Linked DNA regions of Mus musculus: region 1 is linked to region 2. A link is a contact called in public ChIA-PET data. All regions are on one chromosome and are shown on one strand. The core of a region is the stretch at or near the end of the contact, and the rest is flanking DNA. Distances in the headings are between cores, read along the strand shown. Region 1 has its middle 51 kb from the start of Gm41393. Region 2 has its middle 16 kb from the start of Gm32457.

Region 1 (7,349 bases), core at 2,551-5,050, 890 kb after region 2:
CAGCCTTCAGATGAAGATGTAGAACTCTCAGAAACTCCTGCACCATGCCTGCCTGCCTGGATGCTGCCATGTTCCTGCCTTGATGTTAACAGACCGAACCTCTGGACCTGTAAGCCAGCTCCCAATGAAATGTTGTCCTTATAAGAGTTGCCTTGGTCATGGTGTCTGTTCACAGCAGTAAACCCCTAACTAAGATAGGGACAAATGTAGCTGCTGCCCTGGCAAGGTGGGGTTAAGGAGAGAGGCTGCCTAGCTCCACCTATGTCAGGAGGTAACTGGATGTGTAAAGTGAGATCCAGGCCTAGTCAACAGAGATTCTAACATCCAGCAGCTATAAGCTGTGGTACCTCCACTGTGATAGGAGCAAACATGGAGGAAGAATTTGGGTTGGGGGAGGTTCTGGGATTCCATGCGGGATCTGTGAAGCTTGGGAAGTTCATCACACATCCGAGTGTGAGTCTGTCAAGCAGGCATTTGTAGAAGTCTGTGCTCAGAGAGTTTGGGAAAGCCATCAGTGCTTAGACCAACACCGTCTGGTATGTGTATGATACAACCTGGTATGCTTGTAGCCCTCCTATCCTCAAAAGGGAGAGAGCAGGCAAAGTTAATTTTGATAGTGTGTTTTATTTAACCAAATATATATATAACCTCACAATTTTACCATGTCAAAGCATAAAAGTGCCAAGGAGGACTTTTGCAATTTCACGCACAAGTGACACTGAAGATTGAGGCTAGAGCCTTGTCATCAGCACTTAGGAGAAACAGCGTGTGTGGCTGGCATCATTGTGTTAGACAGCATAGGTCTATTCAGCCCAAAGACGCAATGAGAAGCAGTGGCCGCAGAATCAAAGAGAAAGCTGAGAAGCCCAAGGATGAGCCCATGGGAGCACTAGCACTTGGTGACCAGGAAAAAGAGGAGGATGGAAAAAAGTGGAAAAGGACAGGAATGGAATGTTGTGTATCCTGCCAGGGTGTGGGGCACTGCCTGAGGTGCACCCTGACCCATTCATGCCATTCTCTGAGATGTGACTTTGTATGCTAAAAACATGAGTGAGTGAGAGAGAGAGAACCTTAAATGAAGAAGACATGAGGCCCCCCCGTGGGGACCCAGAACTCAGGCCATCTGCAGTGAGAAATATGAATAAAAGATCAGATGGAATCAGGACCAAGACACAACCACAGATTGGCCAATGGGAGGGTCGTGTTGTACTGTGGTTAAGCCAGGCTTTCATCTACCCTCAGAGAGAGAGGGCACTTCTGGGTTTTGCTATCTGATCGCTATGCTTTTAGATCTGCTTTCTCTGCAACCTTGTATACTATAACAGTTAAAAGACTCTTTAATGACTTGCCCAACCCCAACACACACAATCAAGAAGCTGGAAAACCACTAAACAGTGCGACTGGTGGAGATCTGTGACAGCTGCTTCCTGTTTGGCAGAGACCTGGAAACAACTTTGCCAGTACAGGTTCCCAAGGGGTCAGACACGTGTAATCCGGATTCAGCTGGAAGTAAGAGGTAGGTGGGCCTAAGAATGGCTTACAAAGCACATAACTAGCCATTTCCCCTCCCATCTCTCTCAGAAGAACCCTGGCCCTTCCACCCAGGCATAAGAACAGGATAAACCAGGGCATCGTGGGATGGTTAAGAACAAGACACAGAGAAGAGGAGCTGGTATTGGATAAAAATCTAACAGTGACTTGTGGGATCACCCCACTTCTATCGCTGGCCTGCTCCAGCTCAGCTTCTGAACTATAGATTGGATAGCATGTCAGAAGCTATGACTAGACCAAGAGAAAAGGTCTCTGACATTTTCTTGATGATGATGTCATGTCTACAAGCACTATTCTTGAACATATGCTAAGATTCTGGGCATCTCCTTTTAGTTCCCCATTCTTGGCTATACGTGGTTAGCCAAGGACTATTTGAAGAAAGAGTCTAACATGAAAGGGCAAGATAAAAATTATTAAAAATGCTTTGGAGGTTTAGATTGTATAGGGGATGCTAGTAAGAGAAGATCTCTGATCTGGAAAGCCAAAATCAGATGCTATAAGAAAAATAGATCATTAATAAAACAAAAAGAGAACGCTTAAAAAATGGAAATATGTCACTGAAACAATAAGTTGACTATCAGGGTTGGCAGGTAGGTCGGCTGAAACAGTAGAACAAAAAAGGAGATAGGAGGAGGGGAGGATAAGAAAGAAAAAGTGAGTGATCCGCCAAGAGGCCTGGTGTCTTAATTATAGGAGGTGGAGAACATGGGAGCTAAAGAAACAGAAGCGAAGAAACAGAAGAGCAATTCAAGCAAACCTCCCCAATCTACACTAAAAGTTCAGCTGGGTCCCTAGCATGCCTCATACTGCCCCATGCAATCCAGAAATCACATGGCACAAAGGCATGGGAAAATCAGTAACGTAGTACAAAGAACAGCAATAAGGATGGCTTTGGACGCTTTAACAACAGCAGGAAGTAGAAGTCAATGAGAAATGATGCTCTTATAACCGACTCAAGATGGAGGAAGCAGGGTCGTTAGCAATGGGACAAGGCGACAGGACCCCCCCCAGCCCCCCGTGGAGCCATGGGACAAGGCGATAGGACCCCCCCGGGGGAGCCATTGGACAAGGTGATAGGACCACCCCAACCCCCCCCCCGGGGAGCCATGGGACAAGGCGATAGGACCCCCCCAGCCCCCCGTGGGAGCCATGGAACAAGGCAATAGGACCCCCCCCCCCCGGGGGGAGCCATGGGACAAGGTGATAGGACCACCCCAGCCTCCCCCGGGGGAGCCATGGGACAAGGCGATAGGACACCCCCAGCCCCCCGGGGAGCCATGGGACAAGGCGATAGGAACCCCCCACCCCCCGGCCGGGGAGGTAAGCAAGGACAGCTACTATGCGGGGTCAGATATGACCTGAAGGTGTCAAGCAGGTCTTCTGACTCAGGAAGACACGGCTCCACACAGAACGGACATTTACATAACATGTGAAACATACCATTCTCATCCTTTCCCCCTCAAACATGGAGAGAGCGTCTTCCCTCTATACTCTCCACCCCACGTCTCTGGTCCCTTCACAGCTAACCTCGAGACTTCTCTACATCCTCAGGTCCCCATCATTGCAGCCACTGTGTGGCATGGTACAGAAGAGAGATAGAGAGACAGGACACGTATATGGTCACAGAAAGTTCTAGTAGGCATTGTAGGGAAGCAGTAGGCACTGGGAGGGCAGCGAGCAGGGCCGGGTGCGTGGGTGCAGCTTAGGGAAAGGGTAGAAAATTCATTAGCTGAGAGTGAGGATGGGGGAGGGGATGCTATGAGTCTGAGAAGAGAGTCAGTTGTGGGAAATGAACCTTCCCAGAGAGGAGGACATGAAGGCGTGCTTTCCTTTTTCTTGACCCGATTATGCAAAAATTGGAATCAATGTTTTTTTGTTTTTTGTTTTTTTTTGTTTTAATCTTTTAAAATAGTTTGTTAATTCTCTGAGAATTAATAATTCAATGTACTTTGATCATATCCACTCTTCCTAATTCCTCCAGGTCCTCACCTCACTGCCCCCCTCCCCTCTCCTCCCCTCTCCTCCCCTCCTCTTCTCTATATCTCTCTCCTTCTCTCTCTCCCTCTCTCCATCTCTCTCTCTCTCTCCATCTCTCTCCCCATCTCTCTCCATCTTTTTCCATCCCCTCTCCCAGCCCCCAGTCCACTGAGTCCCATTTGGGCTGCCCATATACTCATGGGTATAGATCCTCCACTGGGGTGTGCTCGACAGCGAGCCATGGGTCACACCCTTAAAGAAGACTGACTCTTCCCCCACTAGAAGCCGTGAACTGTCAATAGCTTCTCAGTTAACGGTAGACGCGGGGGAGCTCCTCCCACTTCCACGGTCGAGCTGCTAGGAACCCAAAAGTACAGCGACTGTGTCCTGTCACATCATTTTCCCAGGCTTCCCTGACATCTGCCTCTTACGATCTCTCTGCTGTCTTCTGTGGTGGTCCCTTAGCCTTGGAGTAGGGATCACCATATTTGACTTTAATAGTATTGTCACTTGCAAGGCTGTTTTCAAAGCAGCTATCCCTAAGCTTGGCCAGCCTTGGCTGGGGATAAAAGCATAAGCCAATTTCTAGCTACCTCATCCCCAGTAATCCCCCCGGTAAAACCAGAGGATGCTGAGAAATCCCACAGCCAGGTGCTCATGGCCACAGCCTGTGCGGGGCTGCGGCAGGGCGGGGCGGGGCGGGGCGGGGTGGGGTGGGGTGGAGGGAGGCTTCCTGGAGATGTTCTGTAGTGGTAAAGCATGGAAACTTTCTCACTCAAGGGGCTTTTGATTTTTAAGAAACGGAAACCGGTGCAATCAAACTTAAACACAAAAAGAGAGCTGCTTCTGTGTACCCACTGCTGCTGGGGGGGCCGGGAGCAGCAGGGGAGTAAGTCATTTTCCTTCACTTGCAGCAAGTTTGTCTTTTTCAATTACACCACAAAGATGGGGGGAGGGGGTGCTGGGAGCCCACCTCAGCTGGTGGCAGAACCCAGCTACCAGCAGCCACGTCTCTGCTAGTACAGCAAACGGACCATTGTACATGAGTAGTATGAGACCACCCAATCCTGGTGCCAGAAAGGTAGCATGCACAACCATGGACCAATGGAGGAGAGGAGGGGCGGGGCGTCTCGAGAGTAGGTACGTGAACCTTGTAGGGACATCTAAACGAGAACCCATGAAGAGCCTACGACTACTCAGAGTCCAGTGGACTTTCAGCCCTATACCTTTCTTTGCCTTGAACCCCGCCCCCACGAAGTGGAAACTTAAGGGTTTTTGTTTGTTTGTTTGTTTGTTTGTTTTTTGTTTTTGGCGAGTCAGTTGTGTTAGATGGTGTTTTGCTACAGAACTCCAAGGTCAAGAGGATTGCAAGCCAAGCCCTTTTAGCCTCCTCTCTGGCTAGTTCTGGTATTATATTCCTCAATGCCCTCTGTATGACATGTGAGAGTCTCACCCTCCCCAAGCCTAGAAATTTACTTGTATACATTATTTTGTTAATATAGACATTTCCCTTAACATTGAAGTAACAACTTAGCCCCAGAACCTCTCGGTACTTGACACAGTAAAGATTTTCTTCAGCTTCCCAGTCGGGCTGACTCGAGGCAGGTGCCAGCCTGTAGTGAAGGGGCCTATGAGTATCTCTCCTTGGTTCTGTCAACTCTGCCCATGATCTCAACCATCCACGATCACGGAGAAAACTGATACCAATTTTCAAGCCTGTGACCCAAGCAGATACATCACAGCTGCTCAAAGCCCTTTGGCCGGGGTTAGGCTTAGGGCTCCACCTCAGAGGGGGCTGGACATTTGAGAAAGATATAAGAATGTCGAAGCCATCTCTTGTCCAGCAGAGCTGTCTGATCAAAGCGACCTGCACGGCACAGCCCCTTCTATGTTGAAATCAGCATGGAGGAGAAATAAAACTGTACTGAGATAATCTAGTGAGATTTGGGGGCCTAATTGTATTCCCAGTGTAGACACGGTCATCCCGATTAACACAGGAACGTGTAAGAAAACAGGAATGAATGAGAGAGACAGTGCTGCTTGTTGTCCTACCAAATTACCCTTGGCTTTCTCTGGAGGCTGACAAAGTTATCCAAAACTCACGGGGAATAAGGAAGGAGTGAGAACAGCCGGTGTAACTGCGCACGAAATCAGGAGGAGGAACCAACTTACTCACCAAGACAATCTCGAGGTTCAGAAAGTACAGAAAATGCAGATTAACATTACAGAGACGTCGTAGGAAATAAGGCTGCTTTTTAACAGAGAGCACGGATCCCAGAAACAGGCCCAGATACACCTGAGATGTAGCAAGCAAATTATCAGGGTGAAGAAAAAGTTCGAAAATGCTTCACTTCCTGTGTCCGGCCAAATTCGGCATGGATTGGTAGCTGAAATGCAAATAAAACCAGAACAAGGCTCGGGGGAAAATGTCCCCTCCCCCCTTTTTTCTCTTAATTTAGAACTGGGAAAGATTGAGAAACATCTTGGACAAGATTGGCACCCTTAGTCATATAAAAATTATGGGGAGGAAGCGGTGCAGCTGGAGCTCGGAGAACAGCCAATAGGAGCCAAGCCTAGCCGGGTCTCTTCTTCCCTGCTCTGGCTTCAAAAGATGAAATTAAGGGCATCAGCCTTATCCCGGTGAATCATGTCATCAGCCTTTAAAAAGACTATAGCTTCTGAAGCAAGTGTAATGGCCAATGACTGTTAACGCTAAAGCAACGTTGAAGGAAAACTTCTGGGTAGGCGGAGACCTACTATTCTAGTTCAATGGGTCAATAGTCTGGTCAAAGTACCACCCCTCAGGAAGGACAGCCTACCCCTAGGGAGGCAAGCCCACCTTAAGCCAGGCCGAAGACTAAGACAGGATAATTATTTCCTGCCCTCAGTACAGCTCCTATAAGTTAGGCTGCTTCGAGGTTTGTTTTGGATCTATTCCGGCTGAGTCCTGGCTCAGAACGGTGTGACTATTCTCTGCACCGCAACTCCCTCCTGCCCCAATGCTGGCCATAACGCAAGTACACTTTTCTCTGTTCTTTGGGCTTCCTTGCTCGTTCTCTAAAACCTCGCAGTCCGCTGTAAGACTGACCTCTACGTCAGCCCTGGTTGAAGTTTGCTTGTATTAAAATGCTAAATATTGGCGTTTACAATACAAGAGAATCTGCATGTACATAAAGGATGCTATGTATGCTATGTAACCTTGCCCCCCTAAGTTATCTCCTATTGGTTAAATGAAGATGCTGGCAGCCAATAGGTGAGCTGAAGAGACATAGGCGGGGTTTGGAGTCTGGAGAGAACTACAAGGAGAGAGAAGAAGGTGGAGAGAAGAGGAAGCCACCATGGAGTAGGTGAATCAGGAAAATGTAGCCACGAGGGCTAGCCAATTAGAGTGAAGAGCTGCCCAGATGGGACATGGCAAATTATAATTTGGGATTATGGATGGGAAATAGATTCTAATAGTATAGAGGGTAGATATCTGCCCAGCTCTAGTGCGGATTAAGGCTTATTATAAATATAAAGGTTGTGTGTGTGTCCTTTATCTGGGAACTGAGTGATCAAAGACCAGGTAGAATTCCTGGATTGGGATTAAACATTTCCCACAACAAGTGTCACCATACGTCAGACTTCCACTCAAGCTTAACTCCAGCCGCGAGCTTTGGTTTGTGGGGTTTGGTTTGGGTTTGGGTTTGGTTTTTCGAGACAGGGTTTCTCTGTATAGCCCTGGCTGTCCTGGAACTCACTTTGTAGACCAGGCTGGCCTCGAACTCAGAAATCTGCTTGCCTCTTTTGTTTTGTTTCCTTCTCTCCATTCTCCTCCTGAG
Region 2 (7,185 bases), core at 4,046-6,545:
TGCATGTCTCACATCCGATTGGTTACTCTCTTAGTGCCTTACAGAACCTCATTATCATGCCTGGGCCAGGCAGTGTTTTTGCAAAAAACTTTCCTGCATATGTACACATTGGTTGTTTGTCCAATCTTATACGTGGTGGCCAGCAGTAGTCAGTGCCACTCAGCAACGGCACATGTGGCTTCCCACAGTTAAGATGTGTTGTGCACTCCCCGTGGTTGGTCATGACACTTCCATTTAGAGAAAGGACTTTGGAAAAACAGGAGGAACCATCTTTCCTACAGAACAGTGCTCTTTTAAAAGTTACTATTCCTTGGAATTTAAACACAAGGAGGAAGATCCATCAGACTTTATTAAGGACTGCATACACACACACACCACACACACACACACACACACACACACACAAGTAAAACGCAAAAAAACAGTCAGGGAAGCAAACAAAAACCAAACAGGGATTTAGTAGTCAGGATTACCTGTAACGTCATCAGGACATTCTTGCTCTACCACTTAAGCATCTCCCAGGACACAAGCAAGCCATGGGATACTAGGGATACTAGCCATCAGGCAGATGTGGAGCCCATAAACAAATTCCTGAGGAGAAGATCCAGGCATAAGGGCATTACCAGAGCATCAACGTCATCTTTGAAAGCTGTGAATGGAGAGCGGATATTTCCTTCACGCCTTTCCAACCTATCAGAATTCCACAAGAAAAGGAAGTCAGGGTGGGAACTCAGGGCGGGAACCTGGGGGCAGGAACTGGAATGGAGCAGGGGCAATGGAGGGAACTGCTGATTGCCTTTCTCCCTGTGGCTTGCTCAGTTTGCTTTCTTATACATCAGAGGACCATTGCTTAGAGGCCGCAAGACCCACAGTGGGCAGGGACTTCCCGTATCAATCATTAACCAAGAGCCCTATGGACTTCTCTTCTGAGGTTCCTCTTTCCAGATAATTCTAGCTTGGGTCAAGTTAACAAAACAAAGCCAGCTAGGACTCCCTGCAATACCTTCTGAAAAGAAGAGGAGGCCATTTTGTGTAGGGCTCAGGAGATGTTGGTTCAAGAGAGAGGACTTCTATGGGACAGGCTCTTGGGGCTGGTTCCTCGGCTATGGTAAAATTTAAGTTAGCATTGCATTTGGCGCTCTATCTGAAAGACCATCAGTAGTCTGATAGTTTTGATACGCTGACGTCTGCCATTTGCTTACAGCCAGAACACTGTTGTTGGAGCAGTTTCCCAATTGACAGAAAGTATCCTTAGCCCAGGGGTTAGGGTCATTCATTCTTCTCCCCAGGTTTTGCTACAGTTTTTCATTTTGAGTTTAGTAGCAGAGAGGCTGAACCTTAACTATAGCCCAGAACAGGATAACCATTTCCAGAAAAGTCCTGTAGAGTAGCAATTGCGCAAAGGCCAGTCTGAGGGGGTAGTATGAAGGTCACAGGGTTCCTGCTCAGCTAGGGCTTAGCTGGTTGTTTCCTGGAGAGCAGCTGGGGGTCCTCCATTGCCTCACAGGCGCATGGACCTGCTTCTGGAGATACGATTGCTGGATTCTTCTCAGGTGGGGACACTGTGTGAGCTGTCAAGTCTCAACCCTGATGTGATGGATCCAGGAGTCTACATGCGTGACCTTAGTGACCACAGGAGTGGATAAAATGACAGGATCCTTATTGGCGCTTAGGGAAGGTGTCTCTTTGATTGTTTTGTTACAAGAACTACATCCCCAGGTGGGGTGGGGTGGCGAGGGAAGTCTCCACAGTCCTCATTTCTAGGTCTCATTTAAGTTCTGAGAGGACATGCTGGAACTTGGCTGATGGGTGATCTATGTTACCAGCTAGTTAGTTTCAAGATCATGTAACAAACCCCTTGAGAGGAAAGTCTCCCAGAGATTGCTTCACAGGGGGAGTTTTGGAGGACGAAGGACTAGACAAGAAGATTCAGTCAGTATAGTTATAGAGTTAGATAAGGGTCCCCCGGCCCCGCCCACCCCGGAGGGAGGGGAGCCAAACCACAGACAGCTGTAAGGTAGCAAGATCTAGGTAACAATTGTGGGCCAGTTTTAGCTGGTCTTGATGGTAAGTGAAAGGACTCTGGCTGACGTGAGAGTGGCCAGCATGACAGGAGTGGAGGGTGTGTTTAGCACAGCTCTGGTGGGCCTTGCCCTTCCCCCATCCCCTCTGTCTTGCTAACAAACCATTAGATTACATCCTTAAAGCTACCCACAAGGTCTATTCCCTTTTTTTAGCCACTTCCTCCTCCTGAAGCTGACTACCAAGGTCCAGCTATCAAAGTGTTGAAGTCCAGCAATCAAAAGCTCTCTTTAAGGGCTGGAGAGATGGCTCAGTGGTCAAGAGCTCTGACTGCTCTCTTCCAGAGGTCCAGAGTTCAAATCCCAGCAACCATATGGTGGCTCACAACCATCTGCAAAGGGGTCTGATGCCCTCTTCTGGTGTGTGTCTGAAGAGAGCAATCATATACGTAAAATAAATAAATACATAAATCTTTTTTTTTTTTTTTTTTGAGACATGGTTTCTCTGTATAGCCCTGGCTGTCCTGGAACTCACTTTGTAGACCAGGCTGGCCTCGAACTCAGAAATCTGCCTACCTCTGCCTCCAGAGTGCTGGGATTAAAAACATGTGCCACCATGCTGGCTCATAAATCATTTTTAAAAAGCTCCTTTGGCTCACTTAATTCATATGTCCAATTAAAATTAAACACCTCATCCTAACACTGTCTTTCCCCTTTGCCTTTATAAACCGCCATTTTCCTATGGTCCACATCTGTCTCCTCTCTATCCAGAGGCTGTCCTTTGTCTCGCTCCAGGACAAACAGTTCTGTCCCCTCTCCCTCTTTCCCTTCCCCTTCTTCCTCATCCTCTATCTCCTGCCTTTGTCCCTTCTCCCCTGTCCTTTGTCCCTCTGAAGTAAATAAGTCTTCGTTGTGTTGAGAACTTGGTCTTGGGCATCCTGAGCTGATACTTTTCCTAACAGTGAGGAAAGTTGACCACAGGGAACCTCAGACCATTTCTCTCTGTTTTGCAGAATCGATCCAGCTGAGGGGCAGTATTACAATTGAGGCTTCTCTGGAGGCAGGCTTTTCCCCCCGTCACCCATGGGGTATTGCGATTATGCCTCCTGACAAAAGAAAATCCGGGGTTTTGTTTGAGTGTCTGTCTTAGTTACGGTTTACTGCTGTGAACAGATGCCATGACCAAGGCAACTCTTATAAGGACGGCATTTAATTGGGGCTGGCTTACAGGTTCAGAGGTTCAGCCCATTATCATCAATGTGGGAACATGGCAGCATCTAGGCAGGCATGGTGCAGGAGGAGCTGAGAGTTCTACATCTTCATCTGAAGGCTGCTAGGGAAATACTGGCTTCCAGGCAGCTAGGGTGAGGGTCTTAAAGCTCACATCCACAGTGACACACCTACTCCAACTAGGCCACACCTCCTAATAGTGCCACTCCCTGGGCCAAGCATATACAAACCATCACAGTATCTGAAGGACCAAGTCTTCCCAGTGTTTGAGAAGGCAGGTGATTTGCAACTTCAGCAACCAGAAGAGGGAAGACAGAGAAAGCCTACCCCACCCCTAGTCCACACCTCCCCATGGCTCAGCTCCTGCCATCTCCTGGTTCCTCCTTTAGTCTTTCTTATGGCCATGACACCCTTCTGTGTTCTGTAGCTGTGCTTGCATCAAAGATATTTTTGATGTAGTCATTCTTCAACACACTTGCTTTGCTATGTGAGGTTTATAAAGGCTTATCTGTCACAGAGTGGGTGACTCCTCAATGAGGAGCATCCTAAAGCCATCAATGGCAGAACTGTGATTGGGAGGGGAAAATGGCCACGGTCCCAAGGACCATTAAGATAGAAGAGTCCATGGCTCAAGAAGTAGACATTCCAAGGGCACTATTGGATACCTGCACAGCAATATCCACTGACTTCCAAAGGTCCCTGTCCATAAAGACTAGGCCAGAGGCAGTTAAGGGGATATGCTAACTGGTTTTGTGTGTCAACTTGATACAACCTAGAGTTTGCACAGAGAAAGGATCTTCAGTTGAGGAAATACCTCCATGAGCTCAAGCTGTAAGGCATGTTCTCAATGAATGATCAAGGCAGGCAGGGGAGGGCCCATCCCTGGGCTGGTGGTCCTGGGTTCTAGAAGAATGCAAGCTGAGCAAGCCATGAGGAGCAAGCAAGCCAGTAAGCAGCACCCCTCCATGGCCTCTGCATCAGCTCCTGCCTCCAGGTTTCTGCCCTGCTTGAGTTCCTGTCCTGACTTCCTTTGGTGATGAGCAGCAATGTGGAAGTGTATGCTGAACAAACCCTTTCCTCCTGAACCTGCTTTTTTTGGTGATGTTGTTTTGTCACAGCAACAAAACCCTGAGACTGGGATGATGTTTGAGGTGGGAAAAGAAGCATCAGACAATGACCAGTAAAGATTCCCACTTCCCTTTCTGCACAGCTTTAAAGTAACTATGGGAGAACACTGCGGACTCACTCCCACTGAATGTACTGCCTGTTAAATGAGTTCACTAACCATAAAAGGACTGATGTCTGCCACTTTCTGCTCAGAGACTTCCTTTACTCACTCCCTATCTCCACATAGAGGCCAAACGCAGGCAGGAAAGAGAAGTGTGCCTCGGGACCAAAGAGGACTGCATCACTAGTCCATTTTAAAAGCTGTCGCACGTAAAAACATGGTACAAGTAGCTGGTTTTGCATGGCTTCAGTTGCAAGCCCAACACCATGGAAGTGCAGGAGGCACAGTCAATGGGCGCAGGCATGGGGGAGGTGTGACCTTCCCCGTGGGCCTTTCCCAGGAGCATAGTCCAGCAGGTACAGGGGAAAGAACAGCCAGCAATGGCAAGCAGAGAATCCGCTATTTGCCACCGTTCCTCCTCAAGATGTTTGGTTCGTTGGGTTCTAATCCCAGGGTTAGGTTTGGTTAGGAGTGACAATACCATTCCCCGGTTCTGCATGGAATAAGTTCAAGGAGGAAGCTTCTCCTAGGAGGGCAAGTGCACTGTTCCCTGCTCCTGGAGGGGGCGGGGCTGACTGTTCCCTGCTCCTGGAGGAGGCGGGGCTGACTGAGGCTTCCGGAAGTGCTCCTTGTGGTCGGAGAGGGGACCGGCAGATGGGCATGCTCCCTTCTGAGTGCTGCTTTGAGATGTTCAGTCGGGTATCCCAACCTTGAGTAAGGTTCTTCTCAAAGCCCAGAGGAGCTGTACCTGGGGATGCTGGTGCGCCTGTAGGGGAGCCACGAGCTTGCTGCATGGGACAGACAGAGAAACCAACATCCGGGAAAGACAGACGGTGGCGGTGGTGCAAGATGTCGAGAAAGTAAAAGTAATTTCCTCATTGGCACAGCAAACAGCTCCGAGGGGGATGGGAGTCTCCGGAGGTGTCTGGCCTTTCATGGAGCCTTGGGGTCCTCACCTTTGTTGGGATTCAGACCCGGGACAAACAGCTGAGGTGAATATTTAACATACCAAAGTAGACTTGGCTTCCAGGTTCTCCCAGCATTCCTCAGTCCCTCCCTAGCAGACCCTGAACTTTTCAGCCACAGAACTGTGTGAGGCAGCTCTATTTTGGACCAAGAAAGACTCTCCTTCTCTACAGATGAGTTGGAGATGCACACTTTGTAGAAAAGCCTTGAAGACACTAAAATAGGGGGAAGGCATGGGCACTGGCAGTTTTTCGGTGACCTTCCAGTGGAACACTACACAGCCTTGCAAATTTATTTTAAAAAGACCTATGGCAGGTGGATAAAATAATAGCCATAGCAGGCAGTGGTGGTGCACACCTTTAATCCCAGCACTTGGGAGGCAGAGGCAGGTGGATCTCTGAGTTTGAGGCCAGCCTGGTCTACAGAGTGAGTTCCAGGACAGCCAGGACTACACAGAGAAACCCTGTCTGAAAAAGCAAAAACAAAAAAAGAAAAAAAAAAAAGATAGTCATGAGCTACTAAAGTAGCCACCCAGGTATAGTCTCTTCATCACAGGCCTCTGCTCCCTGAAGCTTGCCCACGGCTGTTACAGACCACAGGCTAATAATGGGCTCCTCACAGCACGGCCTTGCCCAGAATCTCACAGAGAGGGACGGTGTGCCAAGGACCTTAAACTACTGACTACTGACACTCCGAGAGCAGACACTTGGGCACAGGCTTCTGAGCTGACCTCCCCTAGACACATCCCAGGCTGCACCAGTGCAGCAGCAAGCATGCCCGGGACTGTTTTCAATCCAGGAGCAACAGTTTTATGTACACCAAGTGACAACCCAAGGTCCAGCAGAACAGAATCCCAGAGGGCAGGATGACCTGAGAAGAAAAGCTTCCCTGAGCTGACAGGATTTTAATGCCCCATTTCATGGCTATATAAGGAAGCCATGGGTCCTTCTTCTCAAGCTGTCAGTGTACGGCAGTGCAGTAGAGTTTCCTCAACAAAACAGAATTAAACTTCTCTGTCCTCTCTGAACACTGTGACTGAGTCCCTCTACTTTGGCAAGGCAATGTTGCCCTGGCCTGCCTCGAAAGATCATGCTGGAGACTGCTGGCCATTTGACAGTAATGACAGTAATGACAGTAAGGAGCTAACGCCTGCAAAGCTCGCCCAAGAAAACTGGCCTAGAGCCAACCTTACAGGCCTGTAACCTGTGCCCTAGTTCCAAAGGCAGGTCACTAATCTTGTTTAGGCTAACAAAGGCACTTCCTCTTAGACAAGGAACGTCAGCCATAGGGACATTCAAGTAGGAAGGAATTCTCTTAAATACATAGACAGGACAGGCGAATGCAACATTTCTTAGGTTTGCTTCCTAGTCAAAAAAAAAAAAAAAAAAAAAAGAACTTTTAAAGCTACGTTCTATTGCACCAGTAGCTACTTAGCACTGCACAATTCTAGACTGAAAAGGAAGCCTTTAGGGTCACCTAACATCAAACCACACCTACCCAGATACACAGGCCGACCATACGGAGAACCGCCATTTTATTACCTCCAATAATCTACGAGACTTTGATTGTGTCAGGACTTCTGACTTTGAAAGAGGTTTAAAAAAAAGTACTGGGCAAGATTTCAGCGAACAAAGTGTGCATCCCTTCTCGATGATGCTATTCTGTATATCCTACAAGTTGCTTTTGTGCCCTACCTTTATTTATTTATGCAATTTATTTTTGTCTTTGAGCTGTTTTACA

The links. ChIA-PET counts read pairs in DNA pulled down with a chosen protein or histone mark.
Region 1: an RNA polymerase II ChIA-PET map of memory CD8 T cells shows a contact between it and region 2, with 6 read pairs. The contact joins two enhancer-like sites. A contact is called at or near these places in 1 of 484 Hi-C or Micro-C datasets (pre-B cells), 1 of 115 datasets of contacts at active chromatin or transcription factors (memory CD8 T cells) and 1 of 9 other capture datasets (embryonic stem cells).

The regions. Positions count from the first base shown.
Region 1 is chr15:97,454,486-97,461,834 of GRCm38.p6, forward strand. No RefSeq gene overlaps it. Among named protein-coding and RNA genes, the nearest start is that of Gm41393, 51 kb to the left of the region's middle. Within about 2 kb of position 3,801, at least 59 of the 459 cell types and tissues checked have an H3K27ac peak or open chromatin away from gene starts, as enhancers often do. A contact at or near this core is called in memory CD8 T cells, where this site is marked.
Region 2 is chr15:96,561,861-96,569,045 of GRCm38.p6, forward strand. No RefSeq gene overlaps it. Among named protein-coding and RNA genes, the nearest start is that of Gm32457, 16 kb to the right of the region's middle. Within about 2 kb of position 5,296, at least 105 of the 459 cell types and tissues checked have an H3K27ac peak or open chromatin away from gene starts, as enhancers often do. A contact at or near this core is called in memory CD8 T cells, where this site is marked.